2 separate regions of the Mus musculus genome follow, and region 1 is linked to region 2. Evidence: chromatin contacts called from public promoter capture Hi-C data. All regions are on one chromosome and are shown on one strand. Each heading gives the region's core, a stretch centred on a gene start, on an enhancer-like site or on the middle of the called end of the contact. The rest is flanking DNA. Distances are from core to core; before and after follow the strand shown.

Evidence for each region. Capture Hi-C pulls out chosen DNA fragments and counts their contacts.
Region 1: a contact with region 2 is called in a promoter capture Hi-C map of adipose tissue. The contact joins the promoter of Adgrg1 here to the promoter of Ccl17 in region 2. A contact is called at or near these places in 4 of 39 promoter capture datasets (embryonic stem cells, liver, second pharyngeal arch cranial neural crest and 1 more) and 3 of 9 other capture datasets (adipose tissue, liver and pancreatic islet).

What each region holds. Positions count from the first base shown.
Region 1 is chr8:94,975,001-94,979,967 of GRCm38.p6, reverse strand. Adgrg1 (adhesion G protein-coupled receptor G1) reads right to left here and starts at 2,859. Exons shown (of 14, transcript NM_001198894.1): 1 at 2,551-2,859. Gm30968 (a long non-coding RNA gene) reads left to right here and starts at 3,240. Exons shown (of 4, transcript XR_879113.3): 1 at 3,240-3,395.
Region 2 is chr8:94,808,610-94,813,987 of GRCm38.p6, reverse strand. Ccl17 (chemokine (C-C motif) ligand 17) reads right to left here and starts at 3,535. Exons shown (of 3, transcript NM_011332.3): 1 at 3,417-3,535; 2 at 2,685-2,802; 3 at 1,952-2,228. The coding sequence starts at 3,516. The coding sequence ends at 2,135.

The DNA.
Region 1 (4,967 bases), core at 1,610-4,109, 170 kb before region 2:
TGGCCTGTACTCTGCTCAGAAGCAGGCTGACCCACGGGAGCCACTGACTAAGCTTCCAAACCACTCTCCACGACACTCTAGTTCCTCCCAGTATAGCTCCAAAGCCCTCCATAACTGCCGTGAGAGTCTAGCATCAAATTGCTGGGCTTTGATCTTTCCGTGCCTCAGTGTTCTCATGTGTAAAAATGGGTACGGCACCCTCCTGACCACTGGGTTTGCTCTTGAGTGTGTGTTGAAATACATGAATGTGTGCATGTTTATGTGCAAATGGGGTGGAGGCCAGAAGTCAACCCTGTGTGTGTCTTCCTCCATCACTCTCCATCTTACGTGTTAAATGTTTTAAGAATTAGGTTGTGTGTCTGTGTCTGTGTCTGTGTGTGTGTGTGTGTGTGTGTGCGATAACTCACAGAAGTTGGTTCTCTCCTTGCCTCATGTGGGACCCAGAGGGATAACTCAGGTCATGAGACCTGAAAGAAAGTCCTTTAGCCTAAATATCTTGCTGGCCCTTCAAATTACTTTTGGAGACAGAGTCTCTCCCAAAGCCTGAAGCTCTCTGATTCAGCTAGACTTGCTGGAGACCCTCCTGTCTCTGCCTCTCTCGAGTACGAGCACAAACCACCAAGCTCAGCTTTTTACTGTGGCGCTGGGGAATCCAAACCCAGACCTTCATGCTTCCACAGCAAGCATGTTTGCCAGCTGAGTTATCTCCCTAGCCCCTTGAGGCTGCTCCTAAAATATCTCCAGTGTGCAGGAACAGAGGGACTTCGACCCTCCACAGAAGCCACCCTGCCTCAGCTAGAGAGCCAAGCATGGTCTGAGGTGACTAGCATTCCCCAAAAAGGCCATGTCAGCTGCTGCCAACTGTTTCACACTTGTGCCCGGTCTATGCCGCCCCTCCCCGGGTCCTGTCCTGAGGTTTGAGTGGAAGCTGCTCAGATACCAGAACTGGTCCAACTGTCTCTGATCAAGCAGAGAAGCATTATCTCCTCGGTACCAAGGCAGGCAAGGGAAGCCCAGAGAGGTTTAGGGACTACCCCACAAGACAGTACAGCCCCGTACGAAGAATGGGTAGGTCATTCCATCTTACGAAGAACACTATGCCAGGTCACTCACTGCCAGTCTCCAGGACCGGAATCTTGGTTGTGCCCTCATGTGCAACCACATCCCCTTCTCAATACATACACAGCACAGATGCGTTTGTGAGATGTTGGCTGGGGAGACTCACTTGGGAATTCACAGACACTCGTTTCCTCACCCAAAATCCCCCTAGACTGCCACCACCTCCTCCCCTTTTTCCCTCCCCCTTTTTCTTTCAATACAGCATCTCTCCACGTAGCCCAGGCTGGCCTGGAACTCAAAACCGATCTGCCTCATCCATCCTAGTGTGGCGATTACACCCCGCCCATCCCCAGCACTTCTCTTTTGATACAATAAAGAGCTGGAATCCTAAGTACTTTGTAGAAATCCCACAGAGCATGGGGCCCCCTAGCCCCGGAAGACCTTGCCCCCCCCCAACACCTCCTGCCTTCTGCATGCCCCTCTGCCCAGCTGCCAGGGAACCCCCCGGGGTCTCCCACTAAGTGCTGGGGTGCAGGTGGCGCAGGCGGCATAATGGAGTGATAACAGATGCTCATTAGCAGGGGCCCACCATGCAGCCCACACGCCTCAGGGAGTCAGACTGGCAGAGGCAAACAGCGGCGCCAGCCGCCCACCTTTGTCTGGTTGAGTGGGGGCTGTGAGCTAGGGCTGGGGGCTGGGCACTGGGGCTTTAGAAGCCATATATGATTTGACATCTGGGGGCCCGTCTATCTCCATCATGGTACAGCTAGGGACATGGGTCCAGCTGGAAGGAATGCCAGGGTCCCACCAGAGGCCATGGCAAGCCTGAACTTTTACCTATCTGGGTGCATCTTTGGGGTTACCATGTGGGGGAAGCAACTGGTAGGAGGTGTGCACTCTTGGGACCCCCTCTAGTGACTCTTGCAGACGGGGTGACAGACCTGGGCTGACAGGCATGGGGACCTGTGGCTGGCAGCAACAGAGAGACATATACATGAGCTCTATCTACCCTTTTGCTGGCTTACCAGGAAAGGCTGCCTGCCTCTTCCTCCTCAAAAGTCAAACAACCAAAGTGAGCTGCTGCTAAACCGGTCCCCCCACCCCCCGCCCTCCCCGCCCCCGTGGATCTCAGGAGGAAACTGCTTGGGAAGCACTAGGGACAAAGGGAAAAATGGGGTTCATGCCGCCAGTCCTCAACCACACGCCAGGGTCCAAGCTTCACTCTGGCCCTCGTGGCAGTGGTGCCCTTCTGAGCAAAGAGGGACACAGCTGGCCAACGTGTTCCAGTGCCCCCTCGTGAGCACGCCCAGCCCCACACTCTGAGCGGCAAGGAGTATCCTAGGACCAGCTAGAACCTCAAACTCAGTCGTTCCCTGGGAGATACGATCCAGCACACACTCGAGAACTCCCAAGCACTGCGCTAAACCTTAGACTAAGGTCAAGCGGGCCAGGCCAGGCGAAGTGCATGCCGTACCCGCTGCCCTCTCTTACCTCCGTCTCGCACTGTGAACAGCAGCGTCTTGCCTCCAAGCCTAGGCAGGCACTTCTGTTAACAGCCTTTGCTGCTAATGTCTCCTCCTCCTCCCAGGTGCCCAGCACCTAGTCTGAGCCTGTCTAGGCAGCTGTGAACTCAATCCAGGTGAGGCTCCGCCTACCCGGCTAGCTTCCGGTGCCAAGTGCCCTCTAAAACTCCTAGGTTTCCTAGCGAGGCTTGACAGAGTCTTCAGACTCCATGGACTTTGGGGATTTCTTCCCTAGACAGTAAAAGCTGCCCCGTGGGAGGCCGGGATCACGCTGTCTCTGGGCTTCAGAGACCCTTTTCAGGCTGTGGGAGGCAGGCCGCCACGCCCACACACACCTGCAAACTGCCAGCCCTTTGTGGCTTCTCCAGCCTCTTCAGACCATATCCTGTCTGCAGCGCCATTCACACCAGCCACAGGCTGGATACAGGAGGGCTCCGGGGCTGTGGGTGGGGCTCTCACAATATGTCCTGCTGGACTCAGGTGGGATCAGAGCAGGCAGAAGGTGAGGGGGCAGGAACTGGAGCTTTTTGCTAGGGATGGGAGGTGGCAGCTGCCCCAGGTATCTTGGAAGGGGGCCAAGGGGAGAAGTCCAGGCGAGCTCCACCAATGGAGAGAGGCCTCGTGCAGGCACTTCCTTCAGACCCTGCCACCCACCTCTCTTTCAATGCTCTTGCAATCAGGCACTAGTATGGGGGCGGGGTATGTGTGTGAGTCCTGATGCACACACCTAGCTCCCAACATAGAGACCTGCTGGCTGAGCCATACTTCCCTGAGGACGCCAATCCAAGCAGAAGCTGATCCTCTGAGCAAGGGGTATGAAACACTGTTGTGGGCCAGGCCCATGGGGTTGTCAGTCCCCTAGGATCTACCTCGCTTCCCTCCCCACCGGGCCCTCCCGCCATGTTTTTCCGCCACTGTGTTTCTTGCCCCTCAGGTCAATCCCCATGCTTGTCTTGTCTGCTTTTCCCCAGCAGTTACCAGAGCAGGGCCAGAATAGGGTCTGGTCTAGAGGGAAGATGTATGGCTAGTGAGTGGATAAGAAAAGATGGATGGATAGATAGATAGGTGGATGGACAGATGGACCAGCGGATGGATTCCGTCACATGTTTGTGGAAAGCCTGCTGTGATCCAGGCACTGTGCAGGGCATAGGAGCGACAGCTACAAGCCATATACTAAAATCCCTGCCCGCTCAAAGCTGCAGGGATACAGATCATAAATTTAATGAGCAATAAATATGAAATCTATCCAGAGCTATAGTAAGAATAATGGGGAGAAAATATGGTGAGGGGAGTTGATAAAGGAGCAGGGCTGGATTCACGGTGAGAAATGATGCTTGAGTGTAGACAGCATCCAAGGAGGCAGCCTACGGGGTACCAAGAGCAGAGCATTCTAGTGGATGGAAGAGTCTGTGCAAAGGCCCTGGGGTCGGTGATCCTGACTTTAGGGATGAGGAGGAGGAGGGTGCTCACTGCTGTGCAACTGAATGAAGGAACCAAAGACAGAGACGAGGCCACAGAGTTGAGAAGGATATCAAAAGGGAGCACCAGTCCCCTGAGATGACATAAGCACCTGTCTGCATAGGCCCCACTGGGACTCTCAATCCCGCCATAACCCCTTCCACGTGGGAACTTCTGGCTACAGGGTGGGCATGCAAACTTGCTCTGCCCAGCACAAACTGGATCTCTAGAACTGAGCAGATGGGGGTGGGGAGGAGCCAAGGAAGATGAATGTCAAAAAAAGGACCCAGAGAAAAAGCTTGACTACAGATCCCCATGGCCCCAGAGGCACTGTCTGCCCTGATAAGGACACAGGGGAGTGCCAGTGATTTCTTGTATCCCTAACTTGTGACACCCACACTTCACATCCTCTTCTATGTCCTCAGGGGCCTCGTCATGTGATATAGCTACCATTCTGTCACCTAATAGCAAGGACTGGTGCTAGAATCCCAGTCTTGAGCCCACTTTCACTGGGTTTCCTTGGAAAGGTTGCTTAACCTCTCTGTGCCGCAGGTCATATATCAAATGGGGACCCCTTCTTTTGCCCTGCTTGCCCTCCAATGATAACAAGAGTTGGAAAAGTAGTGAGCCCTGGCAGGGTAGGTAGGCACTGAGGAGCATTTGTGAGTCTGAAGGTATGGTCTCCTGGTGACCCAGACCATCCCCTAGTACAGTAGGTTAAGGAAATGAAATGTAACCAGAACCTATCCAAGTCTCAGACCTGCTACCTGCAGAGATGGATTGTAACCACCATAATCCGGGCAGCTAGACCTGAGCCAAATGTAAACTCTAGGTCACACCTGACTTCTCCTTCATCCTGGAGGGAGCAGCATCCTGGCCCTGAGGGGCAGGGTACACCCAAGCAAGTCAAGAGTCAGGCCCAGGAAT
Region 2 (5,378 bases), core at 2,286-4,785:
ATTAGGCATGTGTATGTCGGGCTTGGAGTGACTTACAGAAATAGGAAGACCATGGAAGTTCTTGTGGGCGTGGTGGTGTTTTGCATGGAGCAACGAAGGGAAACTGTATTTCAGAAGTGGACAGGGGAGGCGCTTTCAAGACAGAAGAACCAACAGATGCCTTGCATCCCTCTCCACTGTCCATCCCCTTCCCCGTCCCCATTTCTACCCCTCTCTCATTAAGCACGAGAGTCTTCAAGCCACAGTTCCTTAAGGTGCCTCCAGGAATGTGGGGGCTGTCACCACACACACCTTGCACCCTCCTCTTCCTCCTCCTCCTGGCATTTTGTTGCCAGTTGTGGCCCCACACTTTCTCTGTCCAGTGGCCTTGAAATAACCCCTTTACTCTCTCCAGGGCCCACAGGACACCTCTCATGGGTCTCTGCGGCCCTGCTTATCTGAGTTTACCCAACAGATGTCTCTGGAAGGCTTTCTCTGGTAGAGCAAAAAGTGGTGGTGCACGCCTTTAATTCCAGCACTCGGGAGGCAGAGGCAAGCGGATTTCTGAGTTCGAGGCCAGCCTGGCCTACAGAGTGAGTTCCAGGACAGCCAGGGCTATACAGAGAAACCCTGTCTCAAAAAAAAAAAAAAAAAAAAAAAAAAAATACTCCGAGGGCACCTTTCTTCTGGAACACAGGATGCAAGCCTCCAGTAGGGGCTCCCCTTTGCCTCCCCCCTCCCGCCAACCATCCTTTCTCTCTCTAGTCACTGGATTCAGAGGCTTCCCCCCCCCCCCCCCACACACACAAAGACTCTGTAGAAGGAGCCTTGGGACTCAGAATCTTAAGTAGTTGTTGGAGGGACACTCCTGGTGCTCAAGGGAGAGAAGTCTATTGCAGTAGAAGGAACCCTGGGTCCACAGAGAAGCCACTTCAGGGCCACCAGCCTCCTGATTGTTAATGTGGTGTTCTTGGTTCTACCCTATTCGGACACTTAGCATTCGTTCTTCAAGGCAAAAACTGGCCACAAGGTGGCAGCAATAGGTTAAAAAAACAAACCAACAAAAAACCCTCTCAGATAACTCGCTGTTGCAGCCCAGACAGACTGGGAAAAGGAAGACCCTTGCTTGTGCCACAACCTGTCCTAGAAAGAGAGGCATGCTGACTGAGCATGGTTGACCTGGAATACGAGACCTTAGCAGTCCAGCCCCAGCTCTGAGCTAGGCTTGGACACAGGGCTTTCTAGACCCCTGTACCATTCCTTCAGCGGCTCACGGAAGTCCCAGAGTGCTCATAGAGTCCTCTGTAGAATGGCAGAGCCAGGTCTGCAAGCACACATAGGCATAGTTTAGTGAACCACCAGCATCAGAGCCCAGTGGAAAGGTAGCCAGCCCCCAAGAGCCTGGGAAGAAACCCCAGGGCCTGTGCGGTCGGCATCAACAGTGCCCCATGTGCAGAGGGGACAGAGGAGGAATCGTGAGCCTGGAGCTGGGGGCAGAACAGATTGCAGTGGGGGGGGGGGGGGGGGACTCAGAAATGAAGGAGGAGAGACAGGGCCTCCAGGAAGGCAGACACACTCAGAAGGGTCTGGACATGTGGCAGAGTCCAGCGCAGGTTGGATGACTTCAGCTTCATGTGGGACAATAATAGGGGCTGGTCTTGGGGTGATTGGGACACTTGGGGTACAGAGAAGACAGGCCCTCCTTGGGATTCCTTTGGACACTTTCCATGGGGTACAGAGGGAGGGGGACACTTGTGAGGGACCTGCTAGGCTCCTTCACCACTTCTGCTCTGCCCTGCCCTTGACCACGTCTCTCCAGTTCCACCTCTCATTTGTATGGGGCCATGTGTCCCTCTCAGCCTCAGTTAACCTGGGCAGAGCAGGCGCAGCTGTCCTGTGAGGACTCTCCCTGTGTGATCAGCTAGAATGGAAGGCGTTCTGCACTGTGGGGACAGAACGTACTGACCCAGTCTGAGGGAGGAAGGCTTTATTCCGTTGCTTTTTTTTGTGTTCGCCTGTAGTGCATAAGAGTCCATAAAAAAGGGAACAGGGACTTCTGCTCTGTGGCTGCTCTTGGGCTCTGCTGGTCACAGGCCGTTTTATGTTGAAACCATGGACAGCAGCCCTGGCGTCTCCAAATGCCTCAGCGGGAAGGTCATGGCCTTGGGTTTTTCACCAATCTGATGGCCTTCTTCACATGTTTGTCTTTGGGGTCTGCACAGATGAGCTTGCCCTGGACAGTCAGAAACCTATGTAGGAGAAAGCAGTGAGTAAGAGCCCAGGAAGGCCTTCAGGGTTTGGCCACCAGCCACATCTGCATTGACCTGAACACTGAGCAGTAGGACTTCATGCCTAGCCTCCTCTCTCCTCAGAGCACCTTGAGCCTGAGAGAAAGAGCCTCAGGCTGTGTGTTAGTCTCTACTCAGCTCAGACCCAGAGTGAGAGGTGACAGTATTACTGCCTACTGGCTCTGTTACCTGGGATGTCCTATCCATCTTGGAAACTCAGTTTCACCATACATAAAGAGGTTGGACCCCCTCAGCTGTGTGGGGTACAAGAGTATCCCTGGGTTCCCAAAACTGCCTTTAGGGGAATCAGGCTTGTCCTCTCTTCCTTCTTTCCCAGTGGCCTTCCTGGGCACTCCAAGGCCCACCCACTTCCCACTCTGGGTTCTAGGCAGAGGAGTGGGACAGAGGGATACTCACACGATGGCATCCCTGGAACACTCCACTGAGGTCTTATACCAGCTCACCAACTTCCTGATAGGAATGGCCCCTTTGAAGTAATCCAGGCAGCACTCTCGGCCTACATTGGTGGCTCGAGCTGGAAGAGCAATAGGAAGCAGGTGTCCTGAGAGTCAGGCCATGTGCCTGAGGACCCATGGAATGTTCCGATGTATGCCTGTGTGAGCCTGTGGGTGGGGACTGCATGTACTTTGTATTCTGTTTGTTCTTGGTGTGTGTGTGTGCTCTCCTGTGTCTGCAAGTTTGCATATTCATCTGTGTGTGTCTGCATATGCAGCTGTCTGAATCTAGGAACCTCATTTCAACTTCCCGTTCTAAACTAAATATAAAAATCTTTTCATACATTCTTGGAACCAATGCTCCGTTGTTATGTTGTTCCCTGATGATACATGAAGCCCATTAATGAAACAAATGGTAGCGATTCTGAGAATCGTTCGTTCTGCATCATGAGCCCACAATCAAGGCCACTATGTCCTAACATCTCAGAATAAGGTATGTGTCCAGGTCAGGCACCTGACATCATCCCAGCATCCTCAGAACCATTATCCTCCCTCCAGTGCTCCTGTGGCCACCCCCTGGTGACCCCTGTTAAGAACAGACAGGGTATAAGTCACACAGCTTGTGTCTCTGCCTTGGTCTCTGTGTGGGTGAATGGTTCCCATCTGCCCTATCCTGTCTGTGCCCGGCTCTTACCAGCTCTGGCATGCTGCAGAAAAGTCCCCAGAAGCAGAGCAGCCAGGAGCAGCATCTGAAGTGACCTCATGGTACCAAAAGCTGAGGTGAAGGTCTTCATGGGTCCTTCTGCCTGTCTTGGTGCCCAGCATTGAGGTGACCTATTTAACCTCTCTGGAGGTTATCCCACGCTTCCTGTCCCCTCCTATAATCCTTCCAGACTAGAGAAATTCAAAGAATTTGAGATAACTTAGTAGAAGCCCAGCTTGGGAATGTTTGTGGCTTTCCAGAGAATGGTCACTCGACTCGGGACAGGGGAGGGGGTCTGTGTCTGGGGTAAGGGCAATGACTTACTTCTCTTTTCAAAGGGAACATTTCTTGGTTCCTCTATTAGCAGGATCCAAGGCCTCAGCCTCAACTCATCTCATCCCTTGTCCTAGTACTGGTGAACTTCCTTTGTGCCTGGTACCCTGTGGAGGCAGGGTAGGGGACCAAACAGAGATCATAGGGACTATGCCAGTCAGGGCTCTGGGGTCCAGAAGGTCCACAGGAGGGTGAGCAGGTTACAGGGATGTTCAGTAGAAGAGGCCTAGTCCCACCCTATTTTGGGGAACCCAGAGGTTCAGCTGAAGCTGAGCCTGTCTTCCTGTCCTTCCCCAGGCTGGCCCTTACCCCAGGAGGCTAAGCTGAGAGGGGCTTTAATCACGGTGTATCTGCATGTGTGCTTTAGTGGGTTGGAAAGCTCAGCTCCCAGAAATAGAGCACCACCTCGTTTCTGTTATGAGCAGAATGAATGGTGTGTGTGTGTGTGGGGGGGGCGATGCTCACCTCTATAGGAGCTGCATGCCAGAGGCTGCCCTAGAAGCCCATAGAGCATCCCCAGGCCTTAAGCAGACTGTTAAGAAATCTGTGTGAATTTTCAGCATACCCAGACTGTTAACAACAGTGCCCAGAAAAGAGTTTCAGGACAAGTCACTATTAAGCAAAGCCAGGGTTTACTGAGAAAAAGAACCGGCATCCCAGCTACTGGGGAGGCTGATGTAGGAAGGTTCCAAGTTTGAGGCCAGCCTGAGCTACCGGGGTTCACAGGTGCTGGTGAGACGCTATCACAATAAAGGGAAATGTCACTGCTTTGCAGTGTGACCCAGAGTGTCTCACAGATAAGGCATGTGCCGCCGTGTGTTTTACTCTTTAAAATTTTAATTTATTAACATTTATTTATTACATTTGTGTGCATAGGTGTTTTGCACTCATGTGCTAGCAGACACTCTACAACCTGAGCCACACCCCAGCTCCTCCTGCCATTTTGTTAGAACTTTTGGCTCTCAGTCAGCAAGAAACACAGACCCAGGCTGAGGGGGCCCCTTACCCTTCTCATATCTCCATTTTCCTTCAATCCTGCCCTACGGCCACAGCATCACTAAATTTGCTCATTCTCCCAGACTAAGAGGTCTTCCCAGGCCAAAGCCGTCCATTCTCTAAATACCTGTCCCGAGGTGTGCAGTACTGTGGCAGGCAGGTGCTAAGGCTTTGAATCTGACACTTGAGTTCTGGGCCTGGCTTCTCCTTGCCCCTAAGTGACCAGAGGCAGTTTCACCCTCCCTCACCCCCTCTCATGCTGTCAGGTCTGGCTCCATATTCATCATTGAACTGCCATTAAAATTTCACTAGAAGGTGATGATGGTAAAAGCCAGGTGGTGGTAGCACACGCCTTTAGACTCAATACTTGGGAGGCAGAGGCAGGTGGAGCTCTGTGAGTTTGAACCTGTTATGTTGCCCTTTTGCCCAGGCTACTCTCAAAATCCTGGGTTCAAGAAATCCTAGCCGGGCGGTGGTGGTGCACGCCTTTAATCCCAGCACTTGGGAGACAGAGGAAGTTTTTTCTGAGTTTTTCTGAGTTCGAGGCCAGTCTGGTCTACAGAGTGAGTTCCGGGACAGCTGGGGTTACATAGAGAAACCCTGTCTCAGGGGTGAGGGTGGGGG